Linked DNA regions of Lactuca sativa: region 2 is linked to region 1. A link is a contact called in public Hi-C data. All regions are on one chromosome and are shown on one strand. The core of a region is the stretch at or near the end of the contact, and the rest is flanking DNA. Distances in the headings are between cores, read along the strand shown. Region 1 holds the start of LOC111877809. Region 2 holds the start of LOC111877806 (calmodulin-binding receptor-like cytoplasmic kinase 3).

Region 1 (7,048 bases), core at 2,882-5,381:
CACGGGTTATGTTTATGTAACGGGTCAGTTTGTGGATAGTGAATGGAAGATTCATCGGAAGCTTTTAAACGTGGTAATGGAACCGTATCCCGATTCCGATTCCGCCTTTAGTCATGCCGTTTCCGCTTGTCTTTCCGATTGGAATATGGAAGGGAGGTTGTTCTCGATTACAATCAACCAACCCGTGAGTGAAATCGGAATCGAAAGTCTCCGGAATCTTCTCTCGGAAAAAAACCCGAACATCCTCGGCGGTCAATTACTCCTCGGAAACTGTCTTTCCCGTTCCATAAGCGGAATCGTGGCGGAATCACTCGCCACAAATCACGAAACCGTGAAAAAAGTACGCGATTGCGTGAAGTACGTGAAAACATCGGAATCGTTAGAAGAGAAGTTTTTATCCCTTAAACAACAACTTCAAGTCCCGAGTACAAAAACGTTAGCAATCGACAACCAAACGCAATGGAACACAACGTACGAAATGTTACAATCGGCATCGGAATTGAAAGAGGTGTTTTCTTGCTTAGACACCACCGATTCCGATTACAGTAAGGGCCCGACTCGCGAAGAGTGGAATGTAATTGAGAATCTTTGCGCGTATTTAAAGATTTTATATGACACCGCGAATCTTTTAACAACCTCGAGTGTCCCGACAACAAACACGTTTTTCCATGAAGCGTGGAAGATTCAACTCGAGCTAGCTCGGGCAGCCGCCAGCGAGGATCCGGTCATCAGCGGGCTGACCAAACCAATGCAAGAGAATTTCAATAACTATTGGAAAAATTGTTGTTTGATATTAGCAATCGCGGTAGTTATGGACCCACGTTTCAAGATGAAGTTAGTTGAATTCAGTTTCACAAAGATATATGGTGACGAGGCGCAAACGTATATAAACATAGTCGATGAAGGGATTCATCAGCTTTTTCTAGAGTACGTCGCGCTCCCGGTGCCGCTAACAAACGGTGGTGGTCCGGTGACCGGAGAAGTGAAAACGGAGGATGGGGATGGTGGTGGTGGTGGTGGTGGGCCGGGGTTGACGGATTTTGATGTGTATATTATGGAGACGACAAGTCAGCAATCGAAATCTGAGCTGGACCAGTATTTGGAGGAGTCGTTGTTGCCACGTGTGCATGAGTTTGATGTGGTGGGGTGGTGGAAGTTGAATAAGGTGAAGTATCCGACACTTTCGAAGATGGCGAGGGATATTTTGTCGGTGCCGGTGTCGACGGTGGCGGCGGAGGCGGTGTTTGAGGTGGGGCGGCCGGAGATGGGGAGGTACCGGTGTTCGTTGAGGGCGGAGACGGTGGAGGCGTTGGTGTGTGCTAAGGATTGGTTGCGTGGTGAGATGGTGGATGCGAGTAATGCGATGATTAAAATGGAGTTTCCGATTTGAAAGTTTGGTGGTTGTTTGTGTTTTTAGTGGTAGTGGTAGAAAGTGGTGAGTTTGTAGACTTGAAATTGTTGGGATGCTTGTGACAAACTTTATTGTACAATTTGAGTTCAAATTTGTGGGTATTTCGTAAAGCTATTTTTTTTTTCTCGAGACTATTGATTTTTGTGATATATATTAAATTATTCTAGTTTAGTATTTTTCAAAGTTGTCAGGATCTTATGATTCTTCTCAGTTATATTTAGATCGCTTTGGGTAATCTTATGATTCTTGTCGATCGTTTTTGGGTTAGATTGGGATATAATTGTAGGATTGGATCATATCGTTATTATTTATTTTGTCTACAAGAATTCTAATATTTTGTCTTGTCTAAAGCTATGTTTGGAACATCACAAAAATAGTTTATTTTTCAAGCTTCTTTTAGATTTTTTGGTTTAAGAAATCAAAAATAATTTATAAGTTAGTCGGACCAGCATTTGAACAAGTTTATTGAGTTATTTAAAATTCTCCAAAATATATATTTTGTTAGTTATATTAAACTTCGATTTTCTACGTACACTTTTAGCTATTTTTATAAATTTTTTTAGTTAGCTTACAGCTAATTTTATATCAAACATTTTTTTTCATTAGATGGTAAATCAAGTTGCAACTAGCTTTTCATAAGTCATGAGTTCAACTTCAAGTCATGTTTGAGACATAAGTGTGTGCTAATGAACGAGACATATGTGGTGATAACTAGATTAGTTTGCTATTCAAAAAAAAAAAACCAACTTTTTCAGCCACCAAATAATTTTTTAGTTTAGTCCATTAAATACAATCTAAGTAAAAGAATACATACTTTTGATTTTTTTAATTGTTAAATAATATGTTGAAGAGGTATTTTTTATGTTTAAAATTATTTATTATTACTGATATGTTTCAATGTAATTTTTTTATGTTTTAAATTGCTTGTGTAGAATATTACGATTACGATTTTACAAAACGGAAAACAATTCTATATATATAAAATCATACGGAATTTTTAATAATTGAAAAATAATAGAAAATGAAATATCATCCTACATTTTATTTCTACATATCATTTTATTTATCTTAAATAATGAAATGTGTCATATTTAATAAAAATAATAATATATATTTTAATATAATTGTGTGACAAATGTCATCATTTAAGATGTATAGAATGATATATAGAAAGAAATATATTGTAAATCACTTAGGCTTGAGGGAGTGGATGCAGTAGAGGGTGCACTCCATTGTCACATCAGCTTGGAATACCACTCCTTTCCTGTGGTTTTGGTGCGGTAGAGACCACACGGTGGTACACTCCAAGGGAGTGCTCCTCTTTTTCTATTGTTATTCTAATTGACCGTTGATTAGTTAGATTTTTTTTAAATGTTTTTGTTTTCTTTTTAAACATTTTGAATCGATTGTGACACCACTCATTGGGTGTGACATGAAACTACATTTTTGTGGTGATTGCTGACGTATCGTTTATGTGGCAGTGAAATGAATACAACTATTGTGTCATCACTCCCTCTAGCTTATAAATCTAAGAGGGTTTTTTCCCATCAATGTGGGATAGAAAGACTTGTCAACTTGTAAGATTACCTCTATAGTTTTCAATAAAATATAGAATATTTAAAAAATAATAATTTTAGTGTTTTTATTATTTTTGCTTACAGCTCCCAATTTTACACAAAATAACATGTTATGTCCTAAGTCCGTTTTTAATGCATTAAAAACCAAAAATACCGGAAAGTAGGTTCCTTTTTGCCCCAATCCCGGCTACACAACATAGGAGGCGCTGAGTAGGTGCTGATGGGGTGCATTTATGCAGACGTGGAGTGTTGTGATAGGTGCCACGTAAGGCCCTTAATTCCATAGACAATATTTTCAAAAAAATAAAAAGGAGATGGAGTAAAGAGATTGGAACTCGGGTTTATGCATGTGTGGAGTGTTGTGATAGGTGTCACGTAAGGCCCTTAATTCCATATACAATATTTCAAAAGAATAGCAAGGAGATGGAGTAAGAGATTCGAACCCAGGTCTCATATCTACAAAGCAATGAAATTTACCATTAGACTAGTATCAACTATGTGATAGTCTACCTACCAAATGATATTTATTCACTAACGCTGTTGTTATTATTATTATAATTATAACTGTAATTATAATTATTAAAAATATATTGATATTTTTAAGATATTTTATACATACAAATATAAAATTGTCTTATAAATACGTATAAAAACATATAAAATGCTTTTTATATGCATAAAAACTTTTTTTATACAGACAAATTTTATATATATATATATATATATATATATATATATATATATATATATATATATATATAAGAACTTTTTTATACATATAAAATGCTTTTATATACATATAAATACATATAAAATGTTATTTATATGTATAAAACTTTTTTATACATATACAATGTTATTTATATGTATAAAACCATTTTTTATAATTAGTTTTATTATTATTATATTAAAAATAATAATTATTATATATATGTATAAAACAAATTAAGCAAATAATAATAATAAATAACGTGACATCTAGTAAGTATAATATTTTAGGATAAGTTTCCAACAAAAATGTTTGGTCTAGTGGTAAAGATCTTTATTTTATAAGGAGGAGCCCTGGGTTCTAAACCCTTCGGCTCCGATTAATATGACCGTATAACTAAGGTAAAATCCGATTATAGGGTAAAAGTGAACAAATTTTCACGATTTTATCACACCAAAAAACCCATTTAGAACATAACCAGTAAAATTTGGGCTTTATTGTACTATTGGTCCGCATGATATTGGTGTGGAAAAAGAAAAGTTAGACTGCGATCAAGACAACAATCATTCTAATCCTCTTAATTGAAGTTGGCACTGGTAGCGAGAGTCGGAGATAGGAGAAGTTGAGCAAGACAACAATCAGGTTATATTCTGAACAAAGTTAGGTACTTGGGTATATGCTTACCAATTACTATTATATTTTGTTTTATTCAAAGCCCTAAACTCGATTTTCAGTTCAAAACTTAAACCCTAAATCGCCGATTTTCGGTGTTTTCTTACTGAATTTTGCATATCTTGTATGCTCATAAGCTGTTCGATTAAATGTTCCAACCAATGTTTATTGGGAATATTTATTACATCGACCATATATCTTTTCGCCGGACCACCTGAAGACCGGCGCCGCCGACGACCCACTAGACGAGCTACGTCGACTCACCAGATGCTTCCGCTGCTACCTCGCCTGATTTTCTCCCCAAAATAGGTAATTTTCAATTATGTAATTTACTATGTTGCTGAATTGTTATTTTCTTGTTGAACTATAAAATTATGGCTGAATTTTTTCTTAAATGGTTAGTTGTTATGCCTATTAGGTGTTTGATTAAATGCCACAGTGAATTCCTTTTTTTCAGATGGTTAGTTGCTATGCCTATTAGTTTCTTTATGCAATTACATGTGATTTGAATGCGATATGATATGCGGCTATTGTAAGTGGTGCACCATCTGTTAGGAAGATTAATATGCAAATCGAATATAAAGATCACTGTGATGATATGGTTTTTAAAGCCGTTTATATAAAATAATTAAACATATAATTTGCTAAATAACAATAAATAAAATTGTTAATTTTGCAAAAAACATGATCATTTTTGTTAAATTTTCGAAAATGATGGTTATTTTTCAAGGTAGCTTCAATAAACATGGTAATTTTAGTGATTAACTTTATAATTTATGAATATTTGGTTATAGACAATCAATGTAACACAAAAAAAACAAACGGTTTTGAAATTATGTAAAATATACTCGAATTTTTTATAATTCATAATACTATTACTATTAAAATAATAAATATGTTGTTGAAACAAATTTATGTTGAATAATACAACTTAAAGCAAAGTGAGAAGTTGTTTTGAAGGTTATTAAACAATGTCATTATCGTGTTTTGATAGTTACACAATCTTAATCACTAGCAACAAACATCTTAATTTTCAGGGTCTTTTTTGGAAATACTAAAAAAAATTTAGACTCCATGGATCTCAAACCCTTTAGACTTGACATTGATGACCTTATCAATGAGTTTGCAAAGGTACTCAAAACAACTTCCCTTCCATTAATCTCTCTTTTATAGAATTCAAAGTTTTATATACTGTTTTTTATGGAATTTGGGGTTTAATTATTTATTTCAGGGTGAAATGACTACATTAACTGATATGAAGAAAATATGGCTTTCTAAAAAGTTCTCATGCATCTTTGAGGCTAAACCCAATTCAAAATTAGGTTTCTTTATGCAATCTCTTTATTCCCATTCCATAGGTATAAATTATAAATTATACACCCTCATTTTCTCAAATTAATTATTTAATAATTGACAATATACTGTATATATAAATATATATATTCTGATGCAGGTTACATGGTTTCTAATTCTTCCATATCACACAGAATCGGAGGGCTTTATTGTCTTTTCTGCCTACATGAAACACAACCATTCAAGCCTCCCTTCAGAATCTATTTATGTGCAAGTATGTTGTTTTTTATATAATCTTTTCTTTATTTTTAACCTCATGGGTTTAATTTTTTATTTGGTAGGGGAAATCAAGAGGCTTAAGGAACTTGTTGTTGATGCAAAAAAAGAGAAAATAGAAATTGTATCAATTTTAGTGAAAAGTATGTTAGAAAGGGATTTATTTCTATATGGAGCTACTGATTTAAAACAAGGATCTGTTGAAGAAAGGGTGAATGAATTAACAAACTTACAAGATGCACGTGTTCAACATGCCAATAAAAAGTAAATCTTTAAATCTTGAATTTAACATTGAATTTAAATCTTGAATTTAACATTGTTTTAAATATTAGGTTATTTAAAGACACGGAAATCGAACGATACATTAACATGGACATGGTGAGTTGCTAATTTTTTTTTGGGAATATTTCATAATGATTTTTTGTGACTTTTAAGAATTGAATAATCTTTTTTGTTTTTTTAAGGATAAAGAATTTGATGTTGATTCACTCAAGAAAATGTCAAGAGATTATTATTCGGCTAAAGAGCTAGCCATAAAAGGTTTGTGAAAGCTTATAAATAAATAACTTGAGGTGTTAACTGAGTACACGAGTGAGTGAAATGACTGTTTTGCCCTTTACAGAAGCGGAAAAGGTGGTGGATACACGTGATATAAAGCACATTGCTGAAAACCAGATATTGATTGGGGATGTGATTGGGAAAACAAGTGAAGATTGGAATGTTGAGAAAGAAATGTTTTATAAGAAAACTGGACACGTGGCAGAAATCCAGAGCAAAGAACAGCAAAATGGAAATGGAGAAGACTTTGAAGCAATTGAGTTTAATGAGAATTCAGGAGAGGAAGATTATGTAAAAGATGACTTTTGTGATGAGTTAGAGCAACAATTATTAGCCTTAACATAATATATCATAATCATAGCAATTGAATGGTTGTACTTTGTGATGAAGGGTGTTTTAGTCTTTTACTATGATGCATTGTGGCTAGTTGCACAGAGTATAATCAAGAGATTTTCTTGGTAAAATTTGATTACAAAAACTATTTTATAATCTAATAGTTTTATCAATAATTTTGTGCTAATTAGCACCGATAATCAAGTTAGTCAAGATGAT
Region 2 (7,048 bases), core at 2,648-5,147, 150 kb after region 1:
GCAAACTTTACGTGCATGCAAGACTCTAATGACTCAAAATGCCAAAACCAAGCTTGAAATGGGCTTTTACACTTAAGGAGGGGTTCATGCTTGCCAATGTTGATAGCTTTATGGACTTATAAATCAAAGAGAGTTCAGATTTGAAGTTACAACTTCAGATCTGAGCTCATACCCAAGAATAGCTTCATAATCAAGCCAAGAAGCCCTAACTTCATCCAAAGAGATCTAGAGAGGAATGAGGCCAAGATCATGAATTGATATCTCAAATGAAGCTAACTGAGATAGATTTTGCAGATCCGCATGAGTCCCTTGCTGCTAGCTACTTTACATTCAAGCTCCCTTTACAAGTTCCACCTTCCAAAGCTCAAAAACACACTCAAATGAAGCTCTCCCACGAAATAGGGTTTTTCTGGACTCTCTAGAGGTTGTAAGGGACTAAGGGAGGCTAATGGTTCTTTAAATAGGGTGCAAAACCCTGGAATTTAGGGTTTCATCTGCCAGTTCCTACTTGTCGAGTCCCTCCTTGGACTCGGCGAGTAAGTCACTTAAACACGCGGATTGGCCCGCTGCTACTCGGCGAGTCAGACAACCGACTCGTCGAGTAGACCTTGAAATCATGAGAAATTATCACCACAAATTAATACACAGGAATCAGGGCGTTTCACAAGAACTTGGTAAGTTTCTTGTAATACTTAAAAGATTTTACACATGTTTATGCTAGGATTATTCCATTTACACACCTATTTTCATGTGTAGCTACTTAGAACATCCTCCATTTTCGAGAATCTCCTCAAACTACACAACTTCCTTCTCCTTCTTCCACCACTCAAAATCTTCAAGGTGAGCTTCATACCCCCATATTTTTTTTGTATTTTTCATGTTTTCAGGGGGAGGATACAAGTCAAATCCCGTTTAACCATTTGATAGTTGCATGTACCTATGTGTATTGTGTTTAACCTTTGGGTAATTGCATGCATCTTAGATATTGGGTTGAAAATGGAGCAACTACTTGTATCTTCATAAAAATCATGATAAATGTTTTTGATAACATATATGTTACATGAAAACTAGAAGAGATGGGTTGTACACTCAAAAGCTTCAAAAACATGTCATATATATATATATATATATATATATATATATATATATATATATATATATATATATATATATATATATATATGCTTAACTCTTGGATATATACATACTATGTTTTATAAAAACCACACAAAAAATTAGATAAAATGAAAAGTTTATCATTTATGATAATACCAAAAATTGTGACTCCCTAGAGTCAAATCAATATGAAAATCTTTTGACTCAAAACTTTCAAACCGGTAACAAGGTGCAAATCGTAAATACATGGTTTAATATTTTACTAAAAATAATTGTAGTTGTAAAATGATCGTAAACTTGTATTCAAGATTTTGATGGGTTAAAACCCAATATATTATTTTATTTCTACACCAAATGTTACAACTAGACACATTTAAAGATGACTATTTTTATAAAGTGTTATAAATAGTTTTACAAAAATGGTGTACAAAACAGTTCGTGACAAAAATATTAGCGTGTCCTAAACTGTGTGTCATAAAAACTCTTAAGGCATGGATGATAATATGCATGTCATGAAATCTGTAAAATACGTGTCATAATATGAATAATATGAAACGTGCCAATCACGTGTCATAAAACATTTATCACAAGTTTGCAATAGAAAAGTAATTTCCTTATTCGAAAAAGGAACTCTAAATTCGCGTAAATCTGTTAAGGCTCTTGTGAGACTTTCCTTCACCGTACCTACGTAGCGTACACTGTAACTCCTGTAGTTATAACCAGAGTCTCCTGGAGGGAGAGCGAAGTAATTGTGTATAGATCTATACGGGGTTGACACCCCCACACCTGAGCTGTTCGCTACAGCTAGACGGGGCCAGTCTAGGTGACAAATATCTTACTGAAATCGACGCCTGAAGAACGTCATGACAGACATATCGGTCCCATCAAGCATGGTTATAATGACTCGCATAGAGATTAACAAATCTATTTTGGTTTACGGGAAGCTTACACTTCATTAGTTTTATTAAAAGAAATGAAACTATAAACTATTTTCTATACGATTTTCACTTCCATCGTGGTCTTAGGGTTTAAGACCACAGTTCCCCTTTAAGAAAATACTGCATTTTTTTTAAAATATACATTATTACTTTACAAGGAAAAGAAAACAAAGGACATGCATGCATATATTAACGGTTTTAGAACGAGACTACAAACTTTTTTCATAGAAAATATCAGATTTTCTGAAAGTACTACGAGAGTTATTTTAAACAAGTGCAAAACCATTTTATACAAAAATGTTTATGAACTCACCAACTTTTTAGTTGACGCTTTTCAAAACGACTTGTATTCTCAGGAAACCACCAGACAAGTACTCAACCCTTCTTGAGGGTCGGCATCGTCATTTCATGTTTTTCCTACTTTTCAGTTATTTGTATTGACTTTTGAACAACTGAGTTTTTGTAAACAATGTAATACTTGAAATCTCAATGTATGAATGTTTGTGTTGCTATGTTTCATTATTATTCAATTGTTATGATATTATGCATGAAGTCACTCCATCCGTCCCCAGATGTTTCCCTCGTTCTAGTTTGGGGGTGTGACATAGGTGAAGACATTATGTTTGATGAATTGATATTTTTTTTTGAAAGAAAGAATAATATTGTGTGCGAAATGTTGAGATTGTAGTGTTTATATATAGTGGTTGGTTTAAAAATTGAATAATTGAAATTTTAGGGTAAAAACAACTAGTTTTTATTTTTATTTTTATAAAAAAAAGTATTTTTTGTTAAAAAAATTGTAAAATGTGTTTGAATTCTGGTCTGGTCAAAAGTCCAAGACCCCAAGCACCAATCAAATCCTCTCTCTCAGAGTTGATGGCAATTTGACGGTGGCGAGCTCTTTGTCGCACGACAAGAGGGTGTGTAGCGCGCATGGGGCCTTAGAACATTTATAATGGTGAACCTATATGATAATATGATAGGTAAAAAAATTGTCATCTCACTATTTAATTATATTAACTTCGAATTAAATTGTTTCTCCAATGATTAAACTTTTTAATGATTTTTTTCATTAATTTAATTATTTTATCTTTATCTATTTATAATGTTATATAAAACCCTCTTGTTTAACTAACCTTTTTTTAAACATGACTTTTATATATATATATATATATATATATATATATATATATATATATATATAAACTTTAGATAAATAATAAATACTTAAAATTAAATCTTTAATAGGATAAAATGTAATATTATTAAAAAGAATTAAACTATATTGATCATTCAATATATATATATATATATATATATATATATATATATATATATATATATATATATATATTTATTTTGAATGATCAATAAAAATTATCTATTCGAAAGAGGTGGAGTTGTTTTGACCACTCAATTAAATAGTAATAATCTTATAAAAAAATTACATTGGAGATGATATAAGGTATTAAAGACCTATGATAAAAAAACATTACTATTAAACCAAAAACTATATGAATGGGTAGTCGGTGGATTCAATTTTTTCTTAAATTCTTTGGTATTTTTGTGATTTTCTCTTTCTTTAAACATTTTTATAATCATACATCCATTGAATTCGATAATTTTCTATAACTCAACTTTTCGTAAAAGAAAGTAAGAAACTTGATACAACTTCGAATACACATGGATAGAGGCAAATCTTTCTCCATGCCAGAGTTGCAAGATGACATCTAAAAAACTGGAAAGCACATGAACTTCCAAAGCCAGCTCACTTTGCTTACATGGGTGGTGACATCATTTATAAATTAGTTTTTCAATATTTGGGCAAAATGATTGACCAATTTTAAATGCAAAACTCATGGATGCCCCTTAAATCTATATTCTATATTCATCAGACCCCCTTCCTCTTCTCTATCTCTCCATCTTCGCATTTCTTGTGCATCAAATCCTCCAAGAAACAAGACATTCTCAACAATCCACTATATAAACTAACCTACTCTAAAGATTTATGCCCTTTTGCTCATCCGACTTCATAAAGGTTTGAACTTTCTTCCTTTACACATCTGTTGACTTGTATCCTGAGTTGGTATCTTGCTGAAGTTGATTCGCAATTCTTTAATGTTTTTACTGTGTTCTTCTTAATTCAGTGGCTATTGAAGGATGTTGATTGATGGGGTTTGTTTATTGTTTGTTTTATCATCTGGGGTTGTCTTGATTGTGAAGAAATTCTTTGAAAAATTGCAGTCCCTTAGTATCTTGATGGTTCTGAATTCTTTAGTTTTTTCGTGATCCTTTTAAATTTAGTGCCAATTGAGGGAGATTTCAGTGATATGGTTTGTTTATTTTTTGTTTTATCATCTGGGTTTGTCTCAATTATGAAGAAATTCAATGAAGTTTGAGTTCATACGCGAAGCTTAATTGTTCACAATTCTTCAGTCTTTTTACGTGTTCTTTTGAATTCAGTTGCAATTAAAGGAGGTTTCAGTGATGGGTTTTGTTTATTTTAAGTTTTGACATCTTAAGTTATCTCATTTATGAAGAAAAACATTGAAGATTGAGTTCCTTGATAACCAAATCTTGAAAGGGGGAGCATCAATTTAGAACTGCATACTCATTTGATTCATTTTGTGTTGTATCAAAGAATTAAACTTGTTCTATGTCAATCAGAAATTAGGGTTTTATCTTCTTTGATATCTTACTATCTTGATTTGTTCCAATTGAGCTAATTATTGTAGAATTGTAGGAATTTTGACTTTTTAGGAATTGTTTTTCAAGAAGACTTGGTTGAATTTGCTTCTCAGAAGTTGGAATAAATTATGCTTTTTTTTTTCTAGGCCCTTGTTTTCTTTGATATCTTATCATCTTTTTTGATTTTGTGAATAGGGTTGGAACTTGGAAGACTTTGGATTGAATTCAACAGTGATTACAAAATTCTTGAATGAACTATGAAACTATCTTTATTGATATATAAACAACATGTGATTCCTCCAATTATGCTTCAGATGACTTTTGACTCGAAGAATTTAGCAACACCCATGTTGTAGTTTCTTGATAAAATGGAGTAAATATGCTCGTATATGAGGATGGAAGTGATCTTGTTGAGTTTTCTACTATTGATCCAAATACCAATCATATTCGCCTCAGGAGTTTTGCCTTTAAAGGGTTGTAACACTTACAATATCCAATTTTCAAGTAATTATAATCACAAGTTGTTTTATTTAAATGGAGAATTAGTAAGCAAAGATTCATTTTGCAAGTCTCTCAAGTCAAATCATGCAAACGATTGTTTCATCAATACAAATCTTGGAAGCCATTGCCATGAAGTCGATCAATCTTCAGGTACATGATGTCAAATGTCTAAAATATCCTTTAGGATCCATCTCATGAAAATTGCAACATTTTGATTGGTTGTCAAATGTCTAAAATACCCTTTATCTCGGATTTTTCCCATTAAGGAAAATTCGCAACTTTTATTATGCATCTTGAAAAAAGATATTTTTATACTCCCTCCAATGAAAATCACAATTTTGATTATTTGTCAAATGTCAACAACACCCTCTATTACGATAGGATCTTGTAACAACGATGATGGGCAAATCCGTAACTTTATCTTGAAATCTTTCATAAAAGGAAAAATTGCAAGTTTGAGATGGAGTAGTAGGTTTTATATATAGTTGTGAATCTTGAACATTTTTGTTGTATTCTTGAGCAGAAGGGAGGAGATTTCTTAAAGATCAAAAGATAACAAAAGATGAGAAAAATAATTCCGAATTTAAAACAAAATATTATATCATGGGCGGATCCGGAATTTTGATTTTATGTTGCGGTTTTCTTTGCCCTTGCTTTCATACAAGAAAGAAAGATACAGCCCACACTGTTCTTAAGGATCCAAGTTCAAGTAAGTTTTCAATATAAAATTTTGGTCTAAAAGAATATGTTATCTTCATTGAGGGGCATTTCAGATATTTGATTAGCTAAGTTAATTTAATATTTGTTTTGTAGTGGATTCAATTTCATCTATAGAAATGAACTCGGTTTCTGAAAAGGTTACAGCTAGTCCACTACGGGTCCCACCTAGTCCAGCTAGATTCTCAATGTCTCCAAAACTTGATAGGGTTGGATCGGTTCATTTGACTATGAGTCAAATTGCAAGAGCTACCCAAAATTTCTCTCCATCTTTAAAATTAGGTGAAGGGGGATTTGGAACAGTTTACAAAGCTCAACTACCAGATGGTCAAACGGTTGCCATTAAACGTGCAAAGAAGGTAATATCAACACTCTTGTTTGTTGGGGTGTAAGGGTAACATGGTCATTTACTCATTTTCAAACAGTTTGTTGTTCAGACCAAAAAGGAACACACTTTGTGATACAACACAAACATCATTCTCTATTAAGTTGTTCTTTCTGCATTAATGGATGAGAATTGTATATACGAATTAATCCCTCAAATTTGTTGTGTTTTCTTTAAAAAAAAAAAAAACCGTTTTTTTTTTCATTTTTAAAATGTGAAATTATTGTGTAGGAACAATTTGATGCTCTACGAAGTGAATTTAGAAGTGAAGTTGAGCTACTTGCAAAAATTGATCATAGGAATCTTGTGAAGCTTCTTGGCTATGTTGATAAAGGAAATGAACGCCTTATTATTACAGAATATGTGCCTAATGGAACACTTAGAGAACATTTGGATGGTAATTTTTATTTTTTTTCAAATTCATTATTAACATCTTGATTTAGGGGGTGTTTGGCTTAGCTTTTTAGAGGCAAAAGATCTTTTTGGAGAAGTTACAAAAAGTCAGGTTTTCCTTACTTTTCCAAAAAGTTGATTTTCCTTCTTTGTAAAATCCAAAAGTAGCCTTTAAAAGTCTTTTGCCAAACATCTTTTGTCTATGATCTTTTTCTAAAAGGACTTTTGGCCAAAAGCTAAGCCAAACACCCTAGGTCTTCATTTTAGTAACAATAAGTTTTAATGGTTCCTCTTTTTAGGTGTTCATGGA

What was found. Hi-C and Micro-C count contacts between places; a contact is called where the count stands out from the background.
Region 2: a contact with region 1 is called in a Hi-C map of leaf, with 8 times the contacts expected there. The contact joins the promoter of LOC111877806 here to the promoter of LOC111877809 in region 1. A contact is called at or near these places in 2 of 4 Hi-C or Micro-C datasets (bud and leaf).

What each region holds. Positions count from the first base shown.
Region 1 is chr7:64,312,241-64,319,288 of Lsat_Salinas_v11, forward strand. It overlaps LOC111877809, which reads left to right and starts at 4,132. Exons shown (of 9, transcript XM_023874315.3): 1 at 4,132-4,361; 2 at 4,507-4,678; 3 at 5,407-5,500; 4 at 5,601-5,727; 5 at 5,823-5,936; 6 at 6,004-6,202; 7 at 6,271-6,316; 8 at 6,403-6,478; 9 at 6,561-6,885. The coding sequence starts at 5,444. The coding sequence ends at 6,841. LOC111877811 (zinc finger BED domain-containing protein DAYSLEEPER) reads left to right here. Exons shown (of 2, transcript XM_023874317.3): 2 at 1-1,521. The coding sequence ends at 1,390.
Region 2 is chr7:64,463,147-64,470,194 of Lsat_Salinas_v11, forward strand. LOC111877806 (calmodulin-binding receptor-like cytoplasmic kinase 3) reads left to right here and starts at 3,898. Exons shown (of 8, transcript XM_023874311.3): 1 at 3,898-4,092; 2 at 4,938-5,393; 3 at 5,767-5,952; 4 at 6,057-6,319; 5 at 6,577-6,742; 6 at 7,038-7,048. The coding sequence starts at 5,132.